Linked DNA regions of Sus scrofa: all the other regions are linked to region 2. The links are chromatin contacts, called in public HiChIP or PLAC-seq maps. All regions are on one chromosome and are shown on one strand. Each heading gives the region's core, a stretch centred on a gene start, on an enhancer-like site or on the middle of the called end of the contact. The rest is flanking DNA. Distances are from core to core; before and after follow the strand shown. Region 1 overlaps ERCC8 (DNA excision repair protein ERCC-8). Region 2 overlaps LOC102161888 (a long non-coding RNA gene). Region 3 holds the start of ZSWIM6 (zinc finger SWIM domain-containing protein 6). Region 4 overlaps ZSWIM6 (zinc finger SWIM domain-containing protein 6).

The links. HiChIP or PLAC-seq counts read pairs in DNA pulled down with a chosen protein or histone mark.
Region 1: an H3K27ac HiChIP or PLAC-seq map of alveolar macrophages shows a contact between it and region 2. The contact joins two enhancer-like sites. A contact is called at or near these places in 1 of 47 Hi-C or Micro-C datasets (embryonic fibroblasts) and 1 of 2 datasets of contacts at active chromatin or transcription factors (alveolar macrophages).
Region 3: a contact with region 2 is called in an H3K27ac HiChIP or PLAC-seq map of alveolar macrophages. The contact joins the promoter of ZSWIM6 here to the enhancer-like site in region 2. A contact is called at or near these places in 1 of 5 promoter capture datasets (liver), 6 of 47 Hi-C or Micro-C datasets (embryonic fibroblasts, fetal skeletal muscle, omental adipose tissue and 1 more) and 2 of 2 datasets of contacts at active chromatin or transcription factors (alveolar macrophages and skeletal muscle).
Region 4: a contact with region 2 is called in an H3K27ac HiChIP or PLAC-seq map of alveolar macrophages. The contact joins two enhancer-like sites. A contact is called at or near these places in 1 of 47 Hi-C or Micro-C datasets (embryonic fibroblasts) and 1 of 2 datasets of contacts at active chromatin or transcription factors (alveolar macrophages).

Annotation. Positions count from the first base shown.
Region 1 is chr16:39,759,942-39,766,510 of Sscrofa11.1, forward strand. The region is part of intron 1 of ERCC8 (DNA excision repair protein ERCC-8); the gene reads right to left. Among named protein-coding and RNA genes, the nearest start is that of ERCC8, 7.1 kb to the right of the region's middle. Within about 2 kb of position 4,505, at least 5 of the 83 cell types and tissues checked have an H3K27ac peak or open chromatin away from gene starts, as enhancers often do. A contact at or near this core is called in alveolar macrophages, where this site is marked.
Region 2 is chr16:39,967,179-39,973,740 of Sscrofa11.1, forward strand. All of the region lies in intron 1 of LOC102161888 (a long non-coding RNA gene), which reads left to right. Among named protein-coding and RNA genes, the nearest start is that of SMIM15, 12 kb to the left of the region's middle. Within about 2 kb of position 5,188, at least 2 of the 83 cell types and tissues checked have an H3K27ac peak or open chromatin away from gene starts, as enhancers often do. A contact at or near this core is called in alveolar macrophages, where this site is marked.
Region 3 is chr16:40,102,456-40,108,616 of Sscrofa11.1, forward strand. It overlaps ZSWIM6 (zinc finger SWIM domain-containing protein 6), which reads left to right and starts at 3,044. Exons shown (of 14, transcript XM_021076973.1): 1 at 3,044-3,724. The coding sequence starts at 3,070. LOC110257311 reads left to right here and starts at 3,731. Exons shown (of 1, transcript XM_021076974.1): 1 at 3,731-6,161. The coding sequence starts at 4,168. The coding sequence ends at 4,884.
Region 4 is chr16:40,118,501-40,125,494 of Sscrofa11.1, forward strand. The region is part of intron 1 of ZSWIM6 (zinc finger SWIM domain-containing protein 6); the gene reads left to right. Among named protein-coding and RNA genes, the nearest start is that of ZSWIM6, 16 kb to the left of the region's middle. Within about 2 kb of position 3,756, at least 5 of the 83 cell types and tissues checked have an H3K27ac peak or open chromatin away from gene starts, as enhancers often do. A contact at or near this core is called in alveolar macrophages, where this site is marked.

The sequences.
Region 1 (6,569 bases), core at 3,255-5,754, 210 kb before region 2:
GGAAACAGGGATAGGATCTGTGCAGAAGGGGGCAAAGTGTGCAAAAAATAGTTAAAACAGCAGGCCCGAGATTACTATCCTTAGAAAAGTCTGCTTAAAGATTGGCCTTTACCTGACTTCTGGGATTTCAGGAGGGTTCTCATCATTTCTAGATAAGAGTGGCTCACTGTGCCTAAACTGTTTGGAGCAAACATTGTACATTATCATGAATACTTACATTCCTCTGGGAGTCTGGAATTTTGGTACATGCTAGGCAGAAAGTGCCTATGTAACCAGTCTCCACTTAAAAACTCTAGACACTCAATCTCTAATGAGCTTCCCTGATAGACATTTCAACAATGCTGTCACAATTAATTGCTAAAGAAATTGAGCGTGTCCTGTGTGACTCCACTGGGAGAGGACTCTTAGGCTTGTGCCTAGTTTCCTTCACAAGCCATCCATGTGCCTTTTCCTTTGCTGATTTTACCTTACATACTTTTACTGTAATAAATCACAGGCATGAGTAATTTGGTAAAACAATAAGCTACATACTGACTCTTTCTAGAGAATTCTCAAATCTGGGAGTGGTCTTGGGGACTCTTCACACACAAAAGCATGTAAGTAGAAGGAAGAGGGATAGACAGAATAGGAGAGAAAAGAAGGAGAGAAAGTGAAGGAGAAAGGGTGAAGGGGAAAGGAGCGAAAGAGAAGTGATGAGGGAAGACAGAGGAAATTGAGGTATAGAAAGTACGGAAAAGAGCAAGTCCCGATGTCTTTAAAAATTATTCTTTCAATCTCTTTGCTGTGAAATATCACATACTGGTTATTAATGGCCAGAATCCATTTTGATCAGTTGGTTTCCATGCCATGCTGATTGCTAAATATTTTATTACTGACTTATCTCTCCTATGGCAAATGGTTACTCAAATTTTCTATTTAATTTCAGCTTCAATCTTTCATATTAACTTTTTGTTTTGATGTCTTAATATGGCTTAAATAACTTCTATTACATTCTTTCACATTCTTCAATGATGAAATCTCTATTTTTTTAGGCTAGGATATTTCTTTGAATACAACTTTCCCGGGTCCTCTAAGTCATGGAAATAGTTTTCCTGGCTCTCCAGATAATTTATAACTTCAATTTTCATTTCATTTTTGATTCAAGAGTTATTTGGAATATAATTCCTAAGTCTTCAAACATTAAATTAGAAGTGATGATGATGTTCTCAGTAATTAATTTACTTCCAATTTCTTTAGCTTATGATCAAAGAGTATGACCTGCAAGATGGCTATCATTTTGAATTTGTCTAAGTTTTCTCTGTGGCCAAGCATATGAAATTTTAATAAATGTACCACTGACATCTAAAAAAATATATACTTCTCCATTTAAGAGATGTAAAGTTATATATGTGTGTTAAGTTTGGTGTGTTGTTTATTAATTTTCTCCATATGTGTGTATTTACTATCTACTCAGGACCATTCTAGAAAAGAAACTAGTGTCAAATTTTCCTTACATTTTGCTTTATATTGTTAACTGCTTGAATACATGTTTTATGATACTAATTTTTTTTTTCCTGTTTTTCCTTTTTAAGGCCACACCTGCAGCATACAGAAGTTCCTGGGAAAGAGGATGAATTGGAGCTGCAGCTGCCAGCCTATGCCATAGCCACAGGAACAGTGGATTTGGGCTGCAACCTATGCTGCAGCCTGTGGCAACATGGAACCCTTAACCCACTGAGTGAGGCTAGGGATCAAACCCACATCCTCACGGACACTACGATGGGTTCTTAATCCACTGAGCCACAATGGGAACTCTGTATACTAATTCTACATTATTGTGCTTTAAATAATGCAGTCCATTACAATATTTGGTGCTTTTTATATATCATGCTCTTGGATTTTAAGAATCAATATTATCAAAATGACTATACTACCTAAGGCAATCTACAGATTTGATGCAATCCCTTTTTTCACAGAATTAGAACAAAAAAAATTTTTAATGTGTATGGAAGCACAAAAGACCCCAAATAGCCAAAGCAATCTTGAAAAAAAAAAAAAAGAACTGGAGGAATCATGCTCCCTGACTTCAGACTATACTACAAAGCTACAAGGTCATTAAAAGTGTATGGTACTGGCACAAAAACAGAAATATAGATCAGTGTAACAGTGTAACAAGACAGAAAAAAAAAAAAGAAAGAGATAAATGTACATACAAATACAAGATCAACTAATCCATGACAAGGGAGACAAGTATATACAATGGAGAAAAGTCCTTTCAATAAGTGGTACTGGGAAAATGGACAGCTACATGTAAAATAATGAAATTAGAACATTTTCTAACATCATACACAAAAATAAACTCAAAATGGATTAAAGGCCTGAATGTAAGGCTGGATACTATAAAACTAGTAGAGGAAACATAGTCAGAACACTCTTCAACATAAATTGTAGCAATATCGTTTTTGACCCACCCCCTAATAAGGAAAATAAAAACAAAAATAAACAAATGGGGCCTAATTAAACTTAAGTTTCTGTATAGCAAAAGAAACCATAAAAAACAAAACAAAACAAAAACAAAACCCACGGAATGGGAGAAAATCTTTGCAAACGAAGTGATTAAAAAGGTCTTAATCTCCAAAACATACAAATATCTCAGGCAGCTTTATAGTTTAAAAAAAAAAAAAAAAACCGAAAAAAAGGGTCAGAAGATTTAAATAGACATTTTTTCCAAAGAAGACAGATGGCAAAAAGCACATGAAAAGATGCTCAACATCACTAATTAAGAGAGAAATGTAAATCAAAACTATAATAAATAATCACCTCACACCAGTCAGAATGGTCATCAAAAAGTCTACTAACAACAAATGCTGGAGAGGTTGTGGAGAAAAAGAAACCCTCTTACCAACCACTACGGAGAACAGTATGGAGGTTCCCTAAAAAACTATATATAGAACTACTGTATTATCCAGCAATCCTACTCCTGGGCATATAGCTGGAGAAAACCATAATTCAAAAAGATAGATGAGCCTCTACGTTCACTGCAGCACTATTTTCAATAGCCAAGACATGCAAGCAACCTAAATGTCCGTCAACAGATGAATGAATAAAAAACACATGGTATGTATATACAATGGAATATTATCCAGCCATTAAAAAGAATTAAATAATGCCATCTGCAGCAAAATGGATAGACCTAGAGATTATCATACTAAGTGAAGTAAGTCTGATAAAGACAAAATAACATATGACATCAATTACAGGTGGAATCTAATAAAAATGATACAAAAGAACTTATTTACAAAACAGAAATAGCCTCAAAGACTTTGAAATCAAACTTATGTTACCAAAAGGGAAATGTGGGGCGGGGGGTAAATTAGCAGGTTGGGATTAATATATACACACTATCGTATATAGAATAGACAATTAACAAGGGTCTACTGTGTAGTACAGCAAAATCTACTCAATACTCTGTAATAACCTATATGGGAAAAGAATCTGAGAAAGAATGGATATATGTACATGTACAACTGATTCACTTTGCTGTACAGTGGAAACTAATATAACATTGTAAATCAACTATACTCCAAAAAAATTTAAAAAACAAACAAAATGTTTGGTGTTTTTAACCAAAAAAATCTCACCCTAACTTAATATAACAGTGACTTCTGCATTTTGCTTACAACTGTCTAATTTTTTATCTCTACATTAATTTATAATATTTAAGAATTTATAAATTATTTTAAACATATTTGGAGGTATTATTATCTTTTACAGCTGCACCTGTGGCATATGGAAGTTCCTGGGTCAGCCATCAAATTGGAGCTGCAGCTGAGGCCTATGCCACAGCCACAACAACACCTGATTCAAACTGCATCTGTGAGCTATGCTGCAGCTTGCAGCAATTTTGGATCCTTAATCCACTGAGCGAGGACAGGGATATAACCAGCATCCTCACAGAGACAACAATGGATCCTTAACCCGCTGAGCCACAACGGGAACTCTGTGTTTAGCTTTATTTTATTTAAAAAATTAATCTGGGAGTTCTCATTGTGGCTCAATAGGTTAAGAACCCAATTAGTATCCATGAGGATGCTGGTTTGATCCCTGGCCTTGTTCAGTGGGTTAAGGATCTGCAATTGCCGCAAGCATGGTGCAGGTCACAGACACACCTCAGATCTGGTGTTGCTGTGGCTGTGGTGTAGGCTGACAGCTGTAGCTCCTATTTGACCCCTAGCTGGGAACCTCCATAAGCCACAGGAGCAGCCCTAAAAAGATGAAAAAAAAAGGAGCCACTCCAGTTCTGGGTAAGATTAATAAGCAAATGCCAACCATTTCTCTAGAAATTCAACTACAAAAATCAAACAAAATGCATGGAATACCTATTTGAGGACTCTGATAAGTAAACAGCAGCAGGCGGATTGGGGGAAAACACCAAAATTCAACATACCACCAAACCAACTGCTAGTTTATTATTATTTTTTCTCCTCTGCTACTTCCTGGCCCCAGTTTAATATAGTTAGAAACCAGGAAGTGAGCACTGTGACACAAAGTTTTACAAGCAAAAGAGGGAACTGCAGTAATCAAGGTCATACAGAAATCACTCATATATATTTTCTCTTCTCTCCATTCTCTTGTGGCCCAGCACCTGGCAATCTGACAGCAGTAATGGCAATGGCTGGAAATGATGGCCTAAGGGTTGCCAGAACTTTAGGGGAGGGAATCTGTTTTCTCTGTTCATCAAAGCTCTGATTCCACCAGATTGGGTCCAACTCCCATTGCTTTCTTCCTCAGTCTTCTCACTGACAGGCCCAGATCTGGGCCCAGATGCATATGGCAGAACTGGGTCACTAGGGCCAGGGTTTCTGGCAGGAGGACCAAAAGAAGTCCTTGTGAAGAGAGGTAACAGAAAGATCACAGAGACAGAGAAGCTCAGGAAGGCAACCTCACAATGAAGTTTTTTATGAACTCCAGGACTCATCATTGAGTGGAGCATGCATTAGCTAACTTCAAGTAGCTTACAAAAGATTTTGAAAACTAAACTAACAGAGCACCACTCAGTTCACAGACTACAAAGTGGCATACTGGGGGCAGATGTGAAACAGCTTTGAAAACTGAACTGACATTGGGACAACACACATAAGAAGGTAAGAACTTTCAGCTTGAACCTAACCTTGCCAATTGCCTCTTTGAAAAAAAAAAAAAAAATTGTTCTTCACAGGACTGAAGCAAGACCCAGAGTCTCAGAACATTTCAAAATATCCAGGGTACAATCCAAAATTACTCTGCATACGGAGAATCATGGACATTTCAACTGCTATGGGAAAAGACAATCAACAGACACCAAAGCTGAAATGAAACAAATGTTGAAATTATCTGACAAAGAGATTAAGGTAGCCATTAAAATATGCTTAAACAAGCAATTGTGAACATAATTGAAACAAATGTGAAAAAAGTAATAAAAAGAAGCAAATAAATAGAAGATGTAATTAAGGTATAACAGAAGATATAATCAAGAACTAAATGAAATCTTAGAACTGAAAAATATAAAATTATTCTTCATCAAAAAATTTAATTTTCATAAAAAACAATTTTTCTTATGGACTAAATAGCAGATTAGAGATGACAGAGGAAAAGTCAGTGACAATACTGGACAGAAATAAAGGCTGAAAACATCCCAAGTTGTAGAAGAATATAAACTATAAGAAGCAGAATAGGAGTTCCCCTTGTGGCTCAGCAGAAACGAATCCAACTGGTATACATGAGGACATAGGTTTGATCCCTGGCCTCATTCAGTGGGTTAAGGATCCGAAGTTGCTGTGAGCTGTGGTGTAGGTTGCAGACATGGCTTGGATCTGGTGTTGCAGTGGCTGTGGTATAGACCAGCAACTGTAGCTCCGATTTGACCCCTAGCCTGGGAACTTCCACATGCCAGGGTGCGGCCCTAAAAAGCAAAAAAAAAAAAAAAAAAAAGGGCAGAAGATTCTATGATAAATTCTAAGAAATCTATATGTAAATATATATTATATATATATTTTGCAAATACATATTATAATCAAACTGCTGAAAACTGAAAAAACCAAGAAAAATTCAAAGCAACTAGTGAAAACGGCAAATTACTTATAGAGAAACAACGATTCAAATGACTGAAGATTCCTTTTCAGAAACCAGAGATCCATGACACTTGCTCTAAAAGAATTGCTAAATAAAGTTCTTCAGACAGAAGTTAAGTGATATAAGGAAAGTTGGGATATCAGGAATGAAGAGAGAACAAAAGAAATATTAAATACCTAGGTAAATAAAATAGACAATGCTGTTCCTTAAAATATGTTTGATGAAACTGCAACATTGTCCAATGAAGTTTATATATAAAATGGCAACATATATGGTGGAGGGTAAAGGGTGATAAAGTTTCAATATGCCAAATGAAAGAGTAAAATATTGATTCTAAGCAGAAAATGAGAAGTCAGTGTTTTATAATTCCTATAGCAACCACAAAAAATATTATACAAAGATATACAGTTAAAATCATAATAGATAAATTAAAATGGAATACTAAATAATTTTCAAATAATCCAAAAGAAAGCAGGAAA
Region 2 (6,562 bases), core at 3,938-6,437:
GAGAAGAAAAGGGGGAGAGGGGGAATAAAAAGGAAGGAAAGCGAAGAAATTGGAAGAAAAAAATCCATTTCTCAGCAAAGTGAAAAATGTCTGAGTGGTACTGGCAGACAGTAGGGGAAGGAATAAAGAGACTGAGCAAAGTCAAATGCAGAATGGAAGACCCATCAGAGGATTATGCTCCATGAAAGTGCCAAGAAGATATGCCAGTCACCCAAGGCCATCAGGAAAACAGTGATGAGAGAGGCACTAGCTTCAGTAGGAGTTTGCAGGCCATGGATGGAGGTAAGAGAAGCAGCCACAGAGCTGGCTCATTAACATCCGTGGGAATAATAGAGCCCTGAAGAAATAGAGGCCAGGTGCTGTTGCTTAACTGCCAGAAGCTAGAAGGCCCCAATTACCATAATGACTGGCAAGGTCATTCTTGCAGCCAAAAGAGCTTGACCCACAAGGAGTTGTGGAGACAGCTAATAGAGAATTGTCTCCCTAGGGAGAAAATAGATGGGCAGTCCACAAGGGTGCTCATTAACATCTATTACCATAAAAAGCAATAAAGGAGCAGGAGGCTGAGGGCAGTCATTACAGATCCCTTGCTTGGTACCCAGACCTAAGGTGATTTTCAGATTCAGAATTGAATATAGGTTCCTAGGAAGAAGAACTACCACACCATGGCAAGTACATAAATACATGATGATTCCCCCAAAAGGACTCTTATGGCCATCTATTTGAGTGACTGTACCCTGAGAAAAGAATGATTGGATATTTTGAGGACTACTGACTATAGGATCAGCACCAGTGTTTATATTCAGAGATCTAAGGCAACATCACAGCCTTCCTGTTAGAATGGGAGCCTACTAGACCAGATGTTCTGGCCAAAGTTAGTTTCACAGTAGGCCCACTGGATCCATGGGCCCACTCAGAGGTCATTTCCCAGTACCCAGGTACACAGTTGGAATTATATTTATGGCAGTTGGAGTAACTACTGCAATGGGTCCCTGGTCGGTGGAGGTAGGAGTTAGAGTGGGGATTGCCAAATGGAACCCTCTAAAACTCCACATCACTGCTGCCCTGAGAGTAAATCAAGCACAATATTGCATCCTAGGGGAATGATGGGGATTAGTACCACCATTTAAGACCTAAGGGATACACAAGATTGCTAATACCAATCCTATTTTAATTTATGAGTCTGATCCCTGGAGAAACTGGATGGTTCCTGGAAAATGACTATAGACTACTGCTGACCTAACCAAGTAATGACCCTGGTCACAGCAGCAGTTCTGTGCTGGACTTGTTGCTAGAACAGATTAATAAGAGCTCAGATACATGGGCTGTCATTTATTTGGCAATAATGGGTTTTTTTCCATCCCAGGTGGAAGAGGATCAGAAACAGTTAACATTCACAAAGAACAGTTAACTATTTATTTAGACTGAGTTTTGCCTTGGGGCTATTTTAACTCTCCCGTCCTCAACCATAATGTAAAGTGAAATGTGAACCACTTAAATATCCCTCAGAATGCTACATTGGTCCATTATATTGAGAACATCATGCTGATTGAACAGACAAGAATTGGCTAGTATGCTGAAGACATTGGTAAGATACATGCACTCCAAAAGGATGGGAGATAAGCACTATGTAGATTGAGGGACCAGCTACTTCAATAAAGTTTTTAGAGATCCAGTGGTTAGGGGACTGCCAGGATATCCCCTCTAAAGTGAAAGACAAATTGCTGCCTCTTGCTGCCTTTATAACAAAAAAGGAAGTTGGGCACTTTGTCAGTCTCTTTTGCTTCTGGAATCAACACATTCTGCAACAGGAATAATGCCCTGGCCCATGTACCAGGTGACATGGAAGGCTGCCAATTTTGAATGGGGCCCAGAACAGAAAAGGTCTCTGCAATAATTCCGGGCTTCGGTGCAGTCAGCCCTAACTAACACTTTGGCCATATGATCCAGCAGACCCTTGTGATGTCAGTGGTGGGAAAAGATACAGTGTGGAATGTTATGGTAAATCTAGTGGAAGAATCAAAACCAAGGCCCCTGGGATTTTGGAACCATGGACATGCCATCTCTAGCAGATTGTTGTATGCTTGTTGAGAAACAGCTCTTGGCATATGAATGGGCCCTGTAGAAACTGAACAGTTGACCATTAGACACTTTAACTCATCCCTCCCTGCAGTCCCTGTCCAACTGAGTGACTTGACTTTTCCAACTCTCTCACTCCGTCTATATTTATTAGTTGACATTGTAATAAAAGGAAGTGTTTTCCTTTCTCCTTCTTTCATTTATTTATAAAAGATGGATTCATGGACTCTTATTAGTTAACAGATTAAAATCCATTACTGTTGTTATTTATTTTGATGTTCTCATTGTCCTAGATTTGACCAATAAGAATGTGTCCCAGGTGTGTCAGGATCTCCAGATGTTTCATGTCCTCATCATTCTTTGAGCCTTTCTTTTTGGTACAACCAGATGTTCTCAGCTTATCTTATACTTTCCCTGCCCAGCCCTGGAATCAACTGTTTTTTCAAGGAGCTCTGCTTTCTTTTCATGGAGAATGGTATCCAGGAACCATGATCTGAATGCTAGGTTTGCTTATTGCTACTGGTGTGTCATTGCTTATAGTTCCTCTCACCAGGCAGATATTCATACAAATATCCATTCATTTCTATATCTGTTTAAAAACTATGAATTTACACTGATGCCTTCAACTCCAATTTTTCCCTACTTTTTAGTCTTTACTTTTTTTCATATTTGTAACTCCCTCAACAGAAATGAAGTTGATTACCATTGTCCTCAGTATATTTACTCATTTGCTCAAGGCCAGAATAAATGGAAAGTAGTTTTAGACTTGCTAACTCATACTACCTTTAAAAAAAGAAAATTTACTAGATTTTTAGATGACCTGCTTTCAATCAGCTTCTCAGCTGATAAGCCATCTTTTAAATAAGGTTAATAAATTCAAACTTAAGCCCTAAATAAGCATGTCTAGGCCATAAGCATTGCATGACTCAAGGAATGAAAGGTTAAAGGACTTCGGTAGTCCAGGTCACTAGCTTTAATCCTCATGTCTACTGTAACTCACAATGGTTGACCCAGAATTGTTTATGTTGGGTAATAGTAGCTGATCATAGCTTTATCTTCCAGGTCTTAGTATAATCGTGTCATGGAGAATTGCCAACTCAGCTAAAAGAAAGGGCAAATTTCTCCTCCATGATGCTGTTTTATCTTTCTAAAAGCAAACTACATAGGTTTGTGATAAGTCATTTATGCCCATGTACAAAGTACTTAAAGCAAAATTTCTCAGTTACATCTTTTACAACCCTGCATTAAGATCATATCCTTTTAAAGATCATATCATGTTTTATGAGCTACTAATACTTTTGGACAAATATTTAGGAAATGATTCAAGTAAAATGTTTCTATCACAGACAGTACTCTTAACCTGGAAGGCTAGCACTTCCTGCACCAAAAACCAGTTGATTTGGGGGGGGATAGCATTCTGTAGTTGAATATAAATTAAGAATTTAGGGTTTCATGTAAATGATCTGTCAACATTAGGTTCAAGGATGCAAGTCCATTTGTGCCTTAACACCATTTATTTTTGCCTTTATTACTTTGTAGAGTTTTACTAAATATTGTTTTGGGGTTTTTTTTTTTGGTCTTTTTTTGCAATTTCTTGAGCCCCTCCCGAGGCATATGGAGTTTCCCAGGTTAGGGGTCGAATCGGAGCTGTAACCACCGGCCTACACAGCCACAGCAACTAGGGATCCGAGCTGAGTCTGAGACCTATATCACAGCTCAAGGCAACGCCGGATCCTTAACCCACTGAGCAGGGCCAGGAATCGAATCCGAAACCTCATGGTTCCTAGTCGGATTCGTTAACCACTGAGCCACAACAGAAACTCCCAAGTTTTGCTAAATATTGTTAAGAAATTTCAGTTCACCATCTTAACATTAAATGGTGAGTAGTCCAAAGACAAGTGAAATCTTTCGTGTTGATACGGTCTTTGAAGAAGGCTTAAATTTTTGTTACCAAGATCAGTATTCAGAATTGTCCAATGTTGGCGTTTCACTGTAAAATGTTCCTATTGTGGCAAAGCATTAACAAGCCTTACTAGTATCCATGAGGATGCAGGTTTGATCCCTGGCCTCAGTGGGTCAGGGATCTGGCATTGCCGTGAGCTGTGATGTAGATTATAGACATGGCTCGGCTCTGGCGTTGCTGTGGCTGTGGTGTAGGCCAGCAGCTGCAGTTCTGATTCAACCCCTAGCCTGGGAACTTCCATATGCCGTGGGTATAGTCATACAAAGACATACATACATACATACATACATACATAAACTGTGAAGTGAAATTAAAATTGATTGATCAGCTTAAGTCAGTACATTAACTTACCTACTTTGCTTGGTATTTTACCTTTAGATTTACTGCTACCTGCTCTTCACTAAAAACAAAATTTACCCTAATTCCTTAAAGTGGCCTATTTTCTGGCAACTCCAGGAAGAAAAAACAAAAAAGCAAAACAGAAGGGTAAGGGGAGTGTTGACAGAACACACAAAATTAGGATACAGAGACTAGTGAGGATGAGGACATGACCTATGATGGTGGAGTAAGGGCTGGAGAAGAGGGTTACTATGCTATTCAGTGTACATAATGGATGGGACTTGGAGGTAGGCACTGAAATGCAGAGGGAGGAGCCGGGATGACTCCCAGCTTCTGGCTTGGCCATTGTGGTGATTGACTGTAACTTTGGCAGCAAATATGTGGGAAGCAGAAGCAGAAGATAGGGAAATGAACAGTTCAATTTCAAACCTAAGTTTAAAGATTCAACAAACAACTGGTTGCAGTTGGCAGGAGAAATGAACACCAAATTACTGTGTCACTTGCCAGAATAGCACCTTTGTGGATGATTTTGTGTATTTGGAAATAATGGAGAACATAGCTGCTATTTTGTCTCTGTGTTTTGGTGATTTGCAGTCAACTTTCAATAAGACTTGAAGATTTTGAGAATTAGCTATGTTGGCTTTTAGAAAGCATTTTATTTCATTAAACCAAATTAACCTTTAAAATTGAACCATATTGCCTGCTTTTTACCATTGACTTTTGTCCATTCACTCATATCATATACTTCTCGTTGGGCACCTTTGCCCCACTTCCCACTTATGTGAGTAACGCCTTGGTTTGCCCAACTATTAGTAGAATTTTGAACCGACATCAGATTACATTGTGTCATAAGGTAGGAAGGTTCTGATGGTGACACCCACATATCTTCATTATGATCTGGTCATTGTTTTAATTTCAAAGGAGCAGTACCTTCAGCTCAGTACCTCAGTCTGTTTAAAGCATGTTAATCCCACATATCAGAGTGAAGTTACGTGTTCTTTTTATGAATTCCTGACAGTGTGACATGTGCTTTCAATCTCCTCAACTCTTATAGGGATTTTTTTTATGTTGGTTTTTTTTTCTTTCTTTCTTTCTTTCTTTTTTAAGGAGCAAAGATATCTAGTATCCCCATTATTCATTATTGATAAACTGACACTTTTTAACTTTTAAAACTATTTTCTTTCCTCTCTAATCTAGACAATTCATATGCCCCCACAGGAGGCAGGGAAGCCACAGGGAACTACAACTGGATCTTACTGTGAAAGGAAGAATTGCACGCTGGTTGTCAGGCCTGCCTTGAGGCTGGTGTAAAAAAATGCTGATGTCCGCATAGCATGTATCGCTCAAGTAAATCAAACCTGTAATTCAACTTGGCTGCCTCTAAGTCACTTTGATTCCTGCCAACAAGAACATTAATGAACTTAGTATCTCTACAGGTTTATTCATGTGTAAGACCCAATTCCTTATTCCTCATTCCAGCAGCTGTCTCTCCTCCATCTGATAAAGTGGAAAGTTGGAATAGGTCACACAAATCCACATCATTACTTAAGCCCACATTCCTGTGGGCAGTATTTCTAAGTCTTCTGCCTGGTTTTAGGATAGGAAACAGTTTCAAGGACTTGGATTTGAAAAAAATCCTTAAGAGTAGTAATTCTTGTCATGAAAAAGCATTTTGTGAAATTCAGCTCATTTATGCCTTTATTCTTCCAACTCTTATTTTCTTTGGACAATGATAAATAATTCAATTATGTTGTACAGTACTTTTGCTTTTGGGTGTTGAATCTCTGTGAATTTACATTTGTGAGAACATTCCAGAACACTTATTACTTCCATGGATTTTCCAAAATGCCATGAGATTAATATAGGAATTATGAGAAAGTGGACATGAATCTAATTTGTCAAAAAAATTTAAGATAAAAACATAAAAGAATATAAATCAGTTATTCCCAAATTTGTCTACACATTAGAATCATCTGTACATCTCTCTAAAATTCCAACGCCCAGGCCATACCCCAGACCAATCAAATCACACTTTCTGGAAGTGGAACACAGGCATGATTCTAATTCGCAGACAAGGATGGGAACCACTAACCTCGACAATTCCACTACATTGTGATTTTACGAAAACCAGCTGTAGCTTCTCCTAGACTACCCTCCCTGCCCTAGGTGGGGTTGGGGGGG
Region 3 (6,161 bases), core at 1,794-4,293, 130 kb after region 2:
GTTGGGTTGGGTGGAAACTCTCCAAGGGGCAGGCCACTAAAAATGGAGAAGAGGACCCCTCTATAAGCTTCAGGGCAGGGTGTCCATTAAACAGTTTGGCAGAAAAGAAACCTAAAAATAAGGCAGAGAAAGATGAGATGGAGACACTGAAGGGACAGAAGAGTGTCAGGAAAACCAGAGAGAGGAGGACAGCTCAAGACAGAGCGAGTAGTCTCATTATAAAAGACTAGTAGAGGAGTTCCCCTCGTGGTACAGCACAAACGAATCTGACTAGGAACCATGAGGTTTTGGATTCAATCCCTGGCCTTGCTCAGTGGGTTAAGGATCTGGCATTGTGGTGTAGGTCGCAGACATGGCTCGGAACTGGCGTTGCTGTGGCTCTGGTGTAGGCTGGTCGCAACAGCTCCAATTAGACCCCTAGCCTGGGAAAATCCATATGCTGTGGGTGTGGCCCTAAAAAGACAGAAAAGACATAAATAAATAAATAAATAAATAAATAAAAAAGAGAGAGAGAGAGACTAGTAGAGAGGGAAAATTGGGTTAGGCTGAGTTGGTGGCTCTGGATTCATCTTTGAACAGAGAGTTGAATGAAATCCCTCCAGTGTAGGATGATGCCTTAAATACAGTCTCTTTGGTTCAATACAAAATCAAGATCTCTAAACATTAGGCACTGCCAAAGAGGTCTACTTTCCTGTGCAATATGAATTAATTTCTTCCACTGACACTTCACAGGATCTTGAATGAGTCACTTATCCTGTCTAGAGGTATGAATTTTGTCATCTTTAACTTTCCAGTTCAGCGGTTCTGCCTGTATGTGTATGAATATGCTTGGTAATCTACACAGTATTACACAAACCTAAATCCTGTCATTACTGTTTGAGGATAGAACAGAAGCCACATTTTACTTTTCGACTTTCTTCTTTTATCACCTATATTTTTAAAAATTAAAATCTTTTTATTTTTCAAGAAACCCAGAAATGGAACAACTGGAGGAAAAACCTTCCCCCTCCCTTTTGCCCATAAAGATATTCTTCCAGTTTTCTGCCCAGGCCTTTTCCTAAGCATTGAGGAGGTGCCCAGAAAAATACCAGATGGATATACAAAAACATAATGTCACCAAAATTTTCCTAACAAGTAAGGCAGCTATGGAAAGTCGGCCAGCATCAGGTCCCCTGGGAACCTGCAGTCTGGGGCTTGGTGAGGCCTGAAGAGGGAAAGAACCAAGACGTGGAGCTCTAGGTCTCCGGGGCCCGGCCCTGAGTGGACGATTTTTTAAAACTCAGGAGCGCTCTTACCCCTTTAAATCCAAGCAACGAGGAGGCAGGTGGCTCTCCTCCAATAACCTTAAAAGATGCGAGTGTCAAAGAAGATAGGGTTTATCTTCTACAACAGCGACAGTATCAGTGACATGGTTTACAGCAAAAACAGAAGGCAGGGCAAAGAGTAAGGGTGTCTCTAACGTGATAATTAAGTCTGTGTCTTGGACCCAGGTTCGACGGAGCTCTGCTGAGTGCGAAAAACAACGTCCGTAGCGTTCCTGGTTCAGCCTGGGACTCTCCGCTTCTACCCTGGCCCTGGCCCCAGCAAGCTGTGTCCTCTGTTCGCCCGCCCTGCACGCTGCCTTTACCCTGGAGGATGGGCCGCTCGGGGCGGCAGAGAGCGCGGCGCACATCCCGAGCGCCAGGGCTCCCCTCAGCCCGACGCCTGGGGCCGAGGCGTGCCAGATTCAAGTGCGCACCAAGCGCGCTCGCAGCCGCCGTCCGCTGCGGAGCAGCCGGGGCGCGCCGTCTGCAGTTGCTGGGCTGTGCGCTCGGGCCCGTAGGGTGTGTGTGTGTGTGTGTGCGCGCGCGCGCGCGCCCGCCCGTGGTGTCTGTACTCACAAAGGTGTGTTTGCTAAACCCACTGCCCCCGGGTGCCCTCCACTACGAGCCCGATCACTCTCAGGCATGGACTGGTGTATCCGCAGCGCGGCCGCGGGGGCGACAAGGGCCGGTTCAAGTTCCCCAGCTCCGCGCCGGCGAGCGGGCCGGCTTCCTCGCCCGCGGGGCTGAGGAAGCGCGAGGGCGGGGCGGCTGTGGCTGGCTCCGGACGCAAGTCGCACTGCTACTGGGCAGGTTCGGAGCGCTCTGCGCTTTATCGGACACTTTGGCAGGCTCAGGAGCCGAGACAGAGCGGACTTGGAGCTCGGGGCTGGGTGCACTGCAGCCACGAGGGGCAGCGGGGCTGGTGCTCTCCTCCTCCGCCTAGGTTTGCAAAAGTGAACTGGAAAACAGCCGCGGAACGCAGCCTCCTCCCTTTTCTCCGGCGCCGCAGCCTGGGCTGGGGGTGGGGGGAGTTCCTCCGGTCTGACTGGAGGGGAAGCGGGCGGCCGGGCAGCTTCAGCCGCACCTCCTCCGCCTTCCTCTCCACCCCGGTCCCCGGGGTTCCACGCCGCATTTCTTTGTTTTGAAAGCGCCTCCTCCGCCCAGAGGCTTTTCCCCCGGCGGGCAGGCTCTGATGGGGGGGTGGGGCATCGACCCGCCGGCCCCGCCCTCCATTTAGCTCGGACACCTCCTCCTTACTCACCTCCTATCTCCCCTTCCCTCCCCGCTGCGACCCACGAGGCGCGTCCTCACTTGCAGGACATCAAAGGATGGCAGGGAATTGGAGGGGTAAGTTGAGTAGGCTAGGGGCGCAAAGACCCACCCACCTTAGGCCAGGCCTGGCGGCCCGCCCCCTCCCGCGGGAACCCTGCCAGAGCCCCGCCCCTCCGCGTCACAGCAGCCTGACATTCTCACAACCCCACCGGCACCCAACCCCACCGCCCCCGCTACCCTGGTGTCCGCGGAGTGCTCTATTTATGTTTCAGCCCAGCGATTTGCATAGGGCCCGCCCCTGGCCCTAGGTCCCCCTATCGGTGCCCCGCCTCAGCCAGGACGTCATGGAGAAGGCCTCGCCTCTTGTGCCCATACAAGGAGCGGCGGGCCCTAGATGGCAGCGTGGCGTCGCGGCGGCGTGTGCGTGTCGCGCTTCCTTGTGCCGTTTATAGGGTCTCGGCACTTCCGCTGTCGGGTTAGAAGCGGCGCGGTCATGGCGGAGCGCGGACAGCAGCCTCCTCCCGCGAAACGGCTCTGCTGCCGGCCGGGCGGCGGCGGCGGCGGCGGCAGCGGCGGCGGGGCCAGCAGCGGCGGCGGAGGAGCGGGTGGCGGTTACAGCTCTGCCTGTCGGCCGGGCCCGCGGGCGGGCGGTGCGGCGGCAGCGGTGTGCGGGGGCGGCGCAGCGTTGGGGCTGCTGCCACCGGGCAAGACCCAGAGCCCCGAGTCGCTGCTGGACATCGCTGCGCGCAAGGTGGCTGAGAAGTGGCCGTTCCAGCGCGTGGAGGAGCGCTTTGAGCGCATCCCGGAGCCGGTGCAGCGCCGCATCGTCTACTGGTCCTTCCCCCGCAGCGAGCGGGAGATCTGCATGTACTCGTCCTTCAACACCGGCGGCGGCGCCGCGGGCGGCCCCGGCGACGACAGCGGCGGCCCCGGCGGCGGCGCGGGCGGCGCGGGCGGCGGCGGCTCCTCGTCCTCGCCGGCCGCCACCTCGGCCGCCGCCGCCGCCGCCGCTGCCGCCGCCGCCGGGGCCGGGGCCCCGTCGGTGGGGGCCGCCGGGTCGGCGGACGGCGGCGATGAGACACGGCTGCCCTTCCGCCGGGGCATCGCGCTGCTGGAAAGCGGCTGCGTCGACAACGTCCTGCAAGTCGGTGAGTCACGGGGCAGTCTGGGGGCCGTCTGTCCGTCGGTCAGTCCCTCAGGGGGGCGCCCGCCCCCTCCCCTCTGGGCAGCCCCTCAGCGCAGCGCGCGCCCGCACCCCGCCCGGTGCCCTCACCGGCCCGGACAGTCCTCCTGAGTGGAGCGCCCATTTCCTCCCCGCCCCTCCCCGCCCCCTGTCTCCCCGGACGGGCCAGCGCGAGTGGGAAATGAATCAGCAGGACGCGCCCCGCCGCGGGGTCGGCGGGGTGGGTGTCGGGTGCTCCCGGTCCCCTCCATTCCTCCCCCTCCTCCCCCGGAGCACGTCCTGGAGCCCTGCTCGCCTGTTTTGGGGGGTGAATGTGGACAAAGGCACCGGCGGACGGCCGGGCTCCGGCGGAGGGTGTGTGTGGCGGGGCCGTGCGGGGCGGGGGAGGGGGCGCGGGCCGCACAGACAATGCCGGCCGGTGCCGAGCGGGCGGCCGGGCCGAGCTCTATGCTCTCTCTCCTCTCTTTCCTTGTCTGTGGCTCGCTGAGCGTCTTTCTTTCTCCTCTCCCCCTCCCTCCCCGCCCCCTCGATTTGAGGGGAGGAAAATACATTTTAATGCCACTCGGCGGCCGCTCCTCTCAGGGCTTCGACGGGCTGGCGGCCGTGGCGCTCCAGGGGTCGCTGCGGCGTCTGGGCTGGCCCGGACGAGCTCCGCCGGTCGCCCCGGGATTTAAATGTCCTTCGCTCCGCGCCTTGCCCTGTGGGAGCTGCGCGGGCGGCGGGCTGGACGCCTCTCCTGAGGGATCTCTCCCGCCGAAGACGCCCCCCGAATTAAAGGGCGCGAGCCGGGCCGGGAGCGGCTGGCTCTTCCCCTTTCCGAGGCATGCCCGGGTTTCCTCCCGCCAGAGTTCTCTTTGCGCGAGGGGCCGGGGGTCGCGCTCCGTGCGAGCCGCGGGGAGCAGTGACGGCCCGGGGCTCGCGGCCGGCGGCTGCAGGAGCGCGAGGCGGAGGGGCTCCGAGGCTGCTCCCGCGTCCCGCCCGGAGCGACCGCCTGGCAGCCGGGCACGACCTCGCACTTTGTTCTCATTTTCAGGTTTATTTGTGTTCCTTTCAGTTTTCTGTCACCTCCGAAAAGGGGAAACCAAACAAAAGAGTCTCTATTTCTTTTCAGGGCTTGTAAAGTAGAAGATATTTGACAAAGGCGAGAGAAGGACTTGTGATTTAAAGCTGCACAGCCCTCCTTTCTCTGACAGACCATGAGAGTTTTCTCAAATACCGAGTTTTAAGAGCTTTCTCTGTTCTCCCCCCTCCCCCCACCTTCCAGTGTGTTTTTCTGGTCAATTTTTTTTTTTTTTTAAAGCTATAGTCATGGGTGTTTGAGCTGGACTGAAAAGAACAATGCTGTAGTGAAGCTCCCCTTTCCCCATATTTTTGTTCTAATTGCAAGCAGTGTATTTTCTACTCCCTCTCATATTGCTGTCTATTTAGATTGTGGTGGTGAACATTTTTCCTAATGAATGGGGCGAGATTTGCAAGCGTCACTGTCTCTGATTTTTAATTTAATCTTCTTTCCTTAGTCAGTTCCTTTTATCTTTCTTTTTGGGAGTCGGGTGGGGGTCTGGGTAGGGGCCCCAAGAGAGAATTAAGATTTGTTTTAATCCTGTCTGGTTAATTTGAATTCTAATGCAATCTGCAAATGTGATTTTCTGCATGGTCATTTATTTCTAAGGCAGCCCCCAGTGTTGCCTTTTCTAGGTGAGATACCCTTTCCTAAATCTAGAGGAGGATTTAACTTCTGAGGTTATCCATCCATCCATTTTTTAAAAAAATCTAATTAACATTCTTTCATGTTACACAGCGCATCACCGCCCCCCCCCCTTTCGTTTTCTGCCTGGTTGAAATGGATTGAAACACATCCATAGTTTCTCAGTATAACAAACTAGAGTTTGTGAGTTTTTATGGCTTGGCTGGCAGTGTTGAGTTTTTTTTTTTTTTTTTCTCCCTCCCTCTCTGTGCTTGACTCTGCTTGCAAGCAATGAGGAATGACAGAAGAGCACATAGGGAGGGTTTCTTGGCTGATTGCATTTAAGCCAGGAATTCACTGTGAAAATAAAGCCAAGGGACGATAAATAAAAGATGCAATCTTCTCTAGGAGACAGACACACAGCGTGGGCTTTGCCTGCTTTCATTGGTGAAGAGGCCTGGGTGAGTTGTAAAAGAAAATAGTAACTTTTTGAATAGTCCCCAGAGGGGAAGAAGGCCACTGAATGGAGTTGGCAGTGGTTGATATGAAGTAGTATGATGCTTCTCATATAGCTTGAAGGTTTACCGCCCGTTCAGAAACACTTACAGCTAAACAAGTGCTGTACATATTGTGGAAAATGTTCTTTTTTCCTCCTCTGAATTCTGGCAGTTTCCTTAACTTCCAAGTTGTATTACTTGTTGTGCCAGTCAGCTTAGAG
Region 4 (6,994 bases), core at 2,506-5,005, 150 kb after region 2:
GTGGCCCTAAAAAAAACACAAAAGATTTTTTTTTTTTGAGAAAGGCTTACTATTGGAGTTCCTATCGTGTCTCAGTGGAAACGAATCTGACTAGCATCCATGAGGACGCAGGTTTGATCCCTGGCCTCGCTTAGTGGGTTAAGGATCTGGCATTGCTACGAGCTGTGGTGTTGGTCACAGACATGGCTTGGATCTGACATTGCTTTGGCTGTGGAGTAGGCCAGTGACTACAGCTCCAGTTCAACCCGTTCCTGGGAACCAGCATATGCTGTGAGTGCCGCCCTAAAAAGCAAAAACAAAACCAACCAACAAACAAAAAACCCCACTCTTCTTTAAAAAAAGAAAGAAAAAAGGCTTACTATTTAGTAGGGAGTAGGTGAGTTTTGGTTGAAATACCAATATCTAGGTCTAGATTCTGTACATCCTAGAGACAGTATTATGTGGGTTGTATTTGCAAACTGAGTTTTAAACTTTTGAAAGCACATGTGAATTTAAGAATTTACTTGATTATCAGTTGCACTCAAAACTGTGTTGTTTTCACACACACACACACACACACACACACACACACACACAATTTATTATGATGCTTGGAACGTTGTAATCTACCTAATGGTAGTAGGTAAGTGACTATCCTATGGATCCTTAATGTAATTTAGATTTTATTTGCATGAGTCATGTGAATGACGTCATCTCCAGTTTAACAAGCTAACTAAAACTAAAGACCAGAAGGTAGTTTGACTAGTGCTGTTTAAAGTCTTATAAGCAAAGTGCTCAAATGATGTTCCTTACTGAAACTTGTCAGAGCAGTTTCTTTGAAGTTTTTGTACATCTCTCTTAGCAACTTATTAAAAAGGTTTTTTGTCTAAACTGTTTCATTAAAAAGCAGGAAATTCCAAAGTACTGGATAGTATTGCATTTTTGCTTTTAATAAGTACTGTTGCAATTGGGAAATTGTTTTGGAAACTTTTTATTTTAATAATTTGTGGAAAATACTTTTAAAATTTTAAGATTTAAAAAAAAATTGTTTCAACAGTGATTTAAATTTCATCCATGCTTTTTCATGCTCATTTATCATAATTTCCTTTCATAATTTATAATTTTAGGTGTGTTAAACAAATTGGTGATGTAAGAGCCAGTGACTGAGTTTATTCAAAATTCAGTGTATGTTTTAGGTCTGTTTTGCCTTAGTAGCTCATAATGTGTTTTTTACTTATCCTTCCTCTCCCCCTAACACATTCAAATCAGAATGTAATTTGTGACAGTTGGTGGTTCTGTGCGTGGATTGGCTACTGCATGTCCAAAGAGCTAGTTTTAAAAATTTACTCCTTGAGGTGCAGTTTCTCTCTTTGATCCTTTATAGTTGTGGAGCAGCTGCTTTTCTGTTTCGTTTTGGTTTGCCCTTTTAATCATTTAGAATTGAGCTTTGAACCCAGATCTTTCAAGAAACCTTATTTGTTAATAAATCCAAAAAATTCTTTGTCTTGACTCTTTCAATAAACCTTACTTAAGAAATATAGAACTGTCATACTATTTTAAGAAAAGATAAAGTAGTATGTCAAGTTCACATATACTCTCAGTTTCTTTCAGTGCAAGTAGGTAGACCTTCTAACATTTTACAAGGGGTTGTTGTGGGGATTGACATTGGCCTGTCAGATTCATGGCCTCTTCCAAACTTGAGAACACAGCTGTGGCGCTCATCTTTGATGTACACGTTGGAGGAAATAAGTGTTTTTAGGAGAAATTGAAGTGTGTAGAATTGTAGGTTTCTATGTATCTTTAATAGAGGGAACAATAAGCTATCAAAAAACTCCAAATATGAAATGCTAACAAAGAAAAATATTCTTCCATGTACTGTTATGGGTTCATTTTAAGTTTCCTGTTGTTGAGTAGATATTTCTGAGCTTGGTTTTTGGGGTGAGACTCACGAGTATTTAAATACAAAGTCCCTTTTTGGAGTTGAGAGACAAATTTGCTAGATTGAAAAGAAATCCTGGCGAATTTTAAATTCAGGACAGTCACCTATTAATAGTGCTCTTGCAGTGTGTATATAGTAGACATTGAAATGTCCTTTGAAAGGATGATAAGCTTAGCTTATATGTCTCCGTGTGTGTACCTGTGTGAACTTCTCTTAGTTGAAAAAAGTAGCTCCAAATTTTAATTTATATTTGATTTTCTGTATCTGCATTGCTGTAACTTAGTCTTTAAGGAGATATTTCGAAAGGAATATGATCTTAAGATGGGAAGGTTGGTTTTTAAGACTTGGTTTATTATTACCAGTATGCTTTTACGGATACCATGTAAGATTGCTTTCTTCCTTTTCTTATTTGAGGGGACTTTTTTCCTTTTAGCTATTTAACCTGTTAACAGCATCAGCTGAAAAACTGTTCTGAAGGCAGTTTATTTGTTAGATGATTCCAGCTTCTAAAGAAATAATTTGGTCATTCTTGTTCAGAAGAGTACTTTAGGGTTACCAAAGAAAATAACTTTGAGTATTAAATACCTTTGAGGGATTAAGAAATTACTTTTCCTTTTATTTGATATTTCACTTTTTATATAAACTGGTTTTTTAAAAGCTTTTTTCCAGATGACTTGCAAAGCACATGTAACTTAAACACCCCACAAGATCTTACACATTGTGGGAAGACATTCTCTAATTGATAGGAATGTTTATTAAACTGGCCTACAAAATACTGATGACTTTCTCTTGAGGTAGAATTTTTTTAAGACTCAATTTTGATAAGAAAATCTTCTAGGAGCTTTTGGGTTGGTGAATGTGTGGTGATTTGGGGAGAGGGGAGTGCCTAGAACAGCGTGGAAGCTTTGTGTCCCATCCTACATTTCTCTATGCTCTTCCATCTGGCTGTTCCTGACTTATATCCTTGTGTGATAAGCCAGTAATCTTTTCGAAGACAGCAGAGTAGAAGAACTTGAGCTCATCTCCTCTCACAAAGACACCAAATCACAACTAACTGCTGAACAACCATTGACAAAAAAGACTGGAAACTACCAAAAAGATATTCTGTACCCAAAGACAAAGAAGAAGCACAACGAGATGGTAGGAGGGGTGCTTTAGTGATGTGAGAAAATCCCATCCCACTGGTGGCTACAGACTGGAAAATAACTATATTTCAGAGGTTCTCCCGTAGAAGTGAGAGTTCTGAACTACATGTCAGGTTCCCCAGCCTGGGAGTCTGGCATTCAGAGGAGGAGCTCTCAAAGCATTTGGTTTGGAAGGCCAGCAGGGTTTCAAGACAAGAGCTCCGCAGGACTGGGGAAAATGGAGACTCCATTCTTAAAGGATGCACACAGGGTTTCACGTGCACTGGGACCCAGGGCAAAACAGTGACTTCATAGGATTGTGGGCCAGACCTACCTGTGCATCTTAGAGGGTCTCCTGGGAAGGCAAGAGTCTGCTGTGGCTCATTGCAGGAGCAAGGACACTGGAGGCAGAGGCCCCAGAAAATAATCATCATTTTTGACATGAGCTCTCCTGGAGGTCACCATTTTGGAAATGAGACCTGGCCCCACACAACATCCTGTAGGCTCCAGTGTTGGAAAGCCTCAGGCCAAACAACCAACAGGGTGAGAACACAGCTCCACCCATCAGCAGATGTCCAAAGTTGTCTTGGGCACAAAGTTAGCTCTAAACACACCCCTGGATGTGGCCTTGCCCACCGGAGGGACAAGACCCAGCTCCACCCACCAGTGGGCAGGCACCATTTCCTCCCATCAGGAAGCCTGTGCAAGCCCCTAGATCAACTTCACCCACCAGGGGGAGACATCAGAAGCACGAGGGACTACAACCCTGCAGCTTGCAGAAAGGAAACCACAAACAGAAAGTTAGACAAAATGAGACGGCAGAGAAATATGTTCCAGACGAAGGAACAAGACAAAACCCTAGAAGAACAGCTAAGTGGAGAGAGTCATCCTTAAGACTTAGTTTTGCATGAAATGGGACATACCAAGCAGTTTTTTGAACAATAATTGAGCAATAGAGTGTTACTCCCAACTTGACTCATGAAACGGGACGGATCCAGATACTTGAAGACCTCGTGTTCCCATTTGCCCTGTCGGTTTGGCTTATACCTCTTTTTTCTGGCATAATCAGGAACAGTTAACCTGTTTTACTCTTATGAATGTTCCATGCTAGATGATAAAATACATGGTTACCCTAGTTGTATATCTTGTTTTCCAGAAAGATAAATCAGTTTAAAATTATACTCTGCATGCACACATTGCTACAGCATGTGTGTAGGGAGATAGGAAGGAAGGGAAAGAAGAGTTGTTGGGGACTGAAAGTAGACCTTTGGCTTACCTTTCGTCTTCATGAGTGGGCTCCACTCTTTCAGATAGGAAATAGATGATTTTGCTCTGTGTTCTAATTCATACCAAAAGGAAGCAATTAATGAAAAGATTCTTGATCTCCATGGGTTTGATTCCCCCCCTACTTTTTGTTAACTTAAAGATATGTAAATTTTCCTTTCATTATTTGATATTTAGTGCTTGAGCATATGTTTGTATTAATGATACAAATCTGTTTTACACATTTCTTTTGATTGATGTTTATGGGTACTGCTCATTTTAGGTATTTGCAGTTAGACACTTCTGTGAGTGTGTGTACCATTTACTGATCACATGGCCATGAGCTGAAGTAGATGCCTGACCCATCAGGAGACTAGAATCCTTTTCCCTGGGTCTTATCTTTACTACCGTTTACCCTTAGGCAGATCTCTTCCTGGCTCGGGATTTCCTTGAGTCCTTATAAGATGGAAATAATTACACCTCTGTCACCTCTATCATGAGGCTGTAAGAGACCTATATGGCAATACATGAAAGTCCTTGAACTCTAAATAGTTACACAAGAGGAAAATAAATTCTCTTATGCTCTGGTTTTTACCTAATTTTCTCCATTTATTGTAATTTTCTTCTAGCTTTTTCTATTTCCCCCAAACTCTGCAATTATTGTATATTGATTTTGTAATCAGAGAAAGAAAATTTTTTTTTCTTTTCATTTTTAGGGCCACACCTGTGGTACATGGAAGTTCCCAGGCTAGGGGTCAAATTGGAGCTACAGCTGCGGCCTACACCACAGCTGCAGCAATGCCAGATCTGAGCCGCATCTGTGACCTACACCACAGCTCACGGCTCTGCCAGATCCTTAACCCACTGAGCAAGGCCCAGGATCAAACCCACATCCTCCCGGATCTTAGTCAGGTCTGTTAACTGCTGAGCCACAATGAGAATTCCCTATTTTTATAATGTATGCTCTTTCTATGTGTATATACACATGCATGAGTAAGATGGGCTTTTTTTAAGAGTGTTACTATCAGCTTGTAAACTTAGCAAGCAGGGACCAGCTCTTATGATACAAGATTGTGATACAGGATGGTGTTGTCGGTATTCTCCCTGTGCAGAACCTTCAGTGACTTCCCTTTACTTAGAAGACTAAAGTCATTCATGGATGTGCAAGGTCTAGCACGATCTAGTCTGGACCCTCAGCTACCTTTTGCACACTGTTCTCTCTTGCCTTTCAGCTGCCCTTGCCTGTATTCTTTTTTCTGCTTAGAGTACTCTTCTTTGCCTGATTCATGCCTAATTTTCAACTTAGCGTAGAGAAAGTTCCTGGCAAAGGGTTCTCTCCTTTGTAACACTAATCATAGATTCCTTTGTGGTTTTGGATTGTATTCCCCATTAAATTGTGTATGCCTTTATGTATGTATTTTTATATTCACCCCTCCTAATAATACAACCCTTTGCACATAGTTGACTCTCAGAAAAAATTTGTTGAATAAATGTGTGAAGGCAGTGGTGTTTTACTTGGGAAATATTTTTCTGACTCTCCAGGAAGATTTAGTGCTTTTACTCAATGGTTCTCTCTACCATCTACCTCATACTTATCCTACAAAGTATGTCAGTTTGAAAAACAGTCTAAGTTTGTGTTTGTGGCCTCTTTGGGCCACTCCCAGACTATCCAAAGGTACTTTTTCATTTGTTTATGCTGTTAGAGGGACTTCCTTAGAAGAGTTTGAGAAGCTCTCTTATCAAGATCAGTTGTATTGGTATGTAGGTTTATATAACATGAATTGAGAAATTCATGAATTTGTCATTTGATAATCTGGGAAAAAACCGAACAGCCAAAGCTTTTGAGAGGATGGTAGGGTGTGTAATTAGAGCAGGAGACTCTCACCCACATGTGTAGGTCAGTTCTCTTGCATAGGAACAGCTGATCATCATGATGGGCAGGGCACTGGCCTTGAACATAGCTCCTATGCAGGGTCGCTTGGGCCATACAGTGGGTCTGCCTTCAGTATCTTTTTCTATTTGTTACTCTGTGTATTCTTGACTATGCTTGAATTTTTCTCTTTCATTTTTTTTGTCATGTTAATCTTTGATTATGCATGTTAATCGAACTCAAAAGGAGCCGGCTAGAATGATGCATGTAGGAAATATCAATCAAGTGTCATATAAATTTATTTCTATCCCATTAAAGTGATCTTGGACAAACTTGAACTTTTTTCAGTTATCTCATTTGGGTTGGGATGGGGGCTAAACTCTCTTTGAAATATGTGTTCATTTGCTGTTTTATATAGTTGCAGCTTGTAATATCTACCACTTTTGACTACCAGCTCTGTGCTTTACAAGCATTGTTTCCAGCCCTCATAACAACTTTGGGAAGAAGGTATTCTTTTCATTCTGTGGCTGAAGAAATAGACTTGAAATGCTAAGTTATTTGTCGAGGAACACCCAGTGGGTCTGTGCTAGACGGCCTCTCAAGTGCGATTTTTTTCATTGTCCCATCTTCTTTCTCGGTATTGCCAGGCAGTTCTTTGCCTGCATGTGCACAAAGGAAACCATTCAGAGACCTCCTTGGTCTGTAACACCATTCAAAATCAGCTCCAACCTTTGAAAAGTATTCCATGATTTCTGGAATGTACTGTTTTATTTTTCCCTCTATGATAGTAGTAATGGATGTATGATCCATAGTACCTTC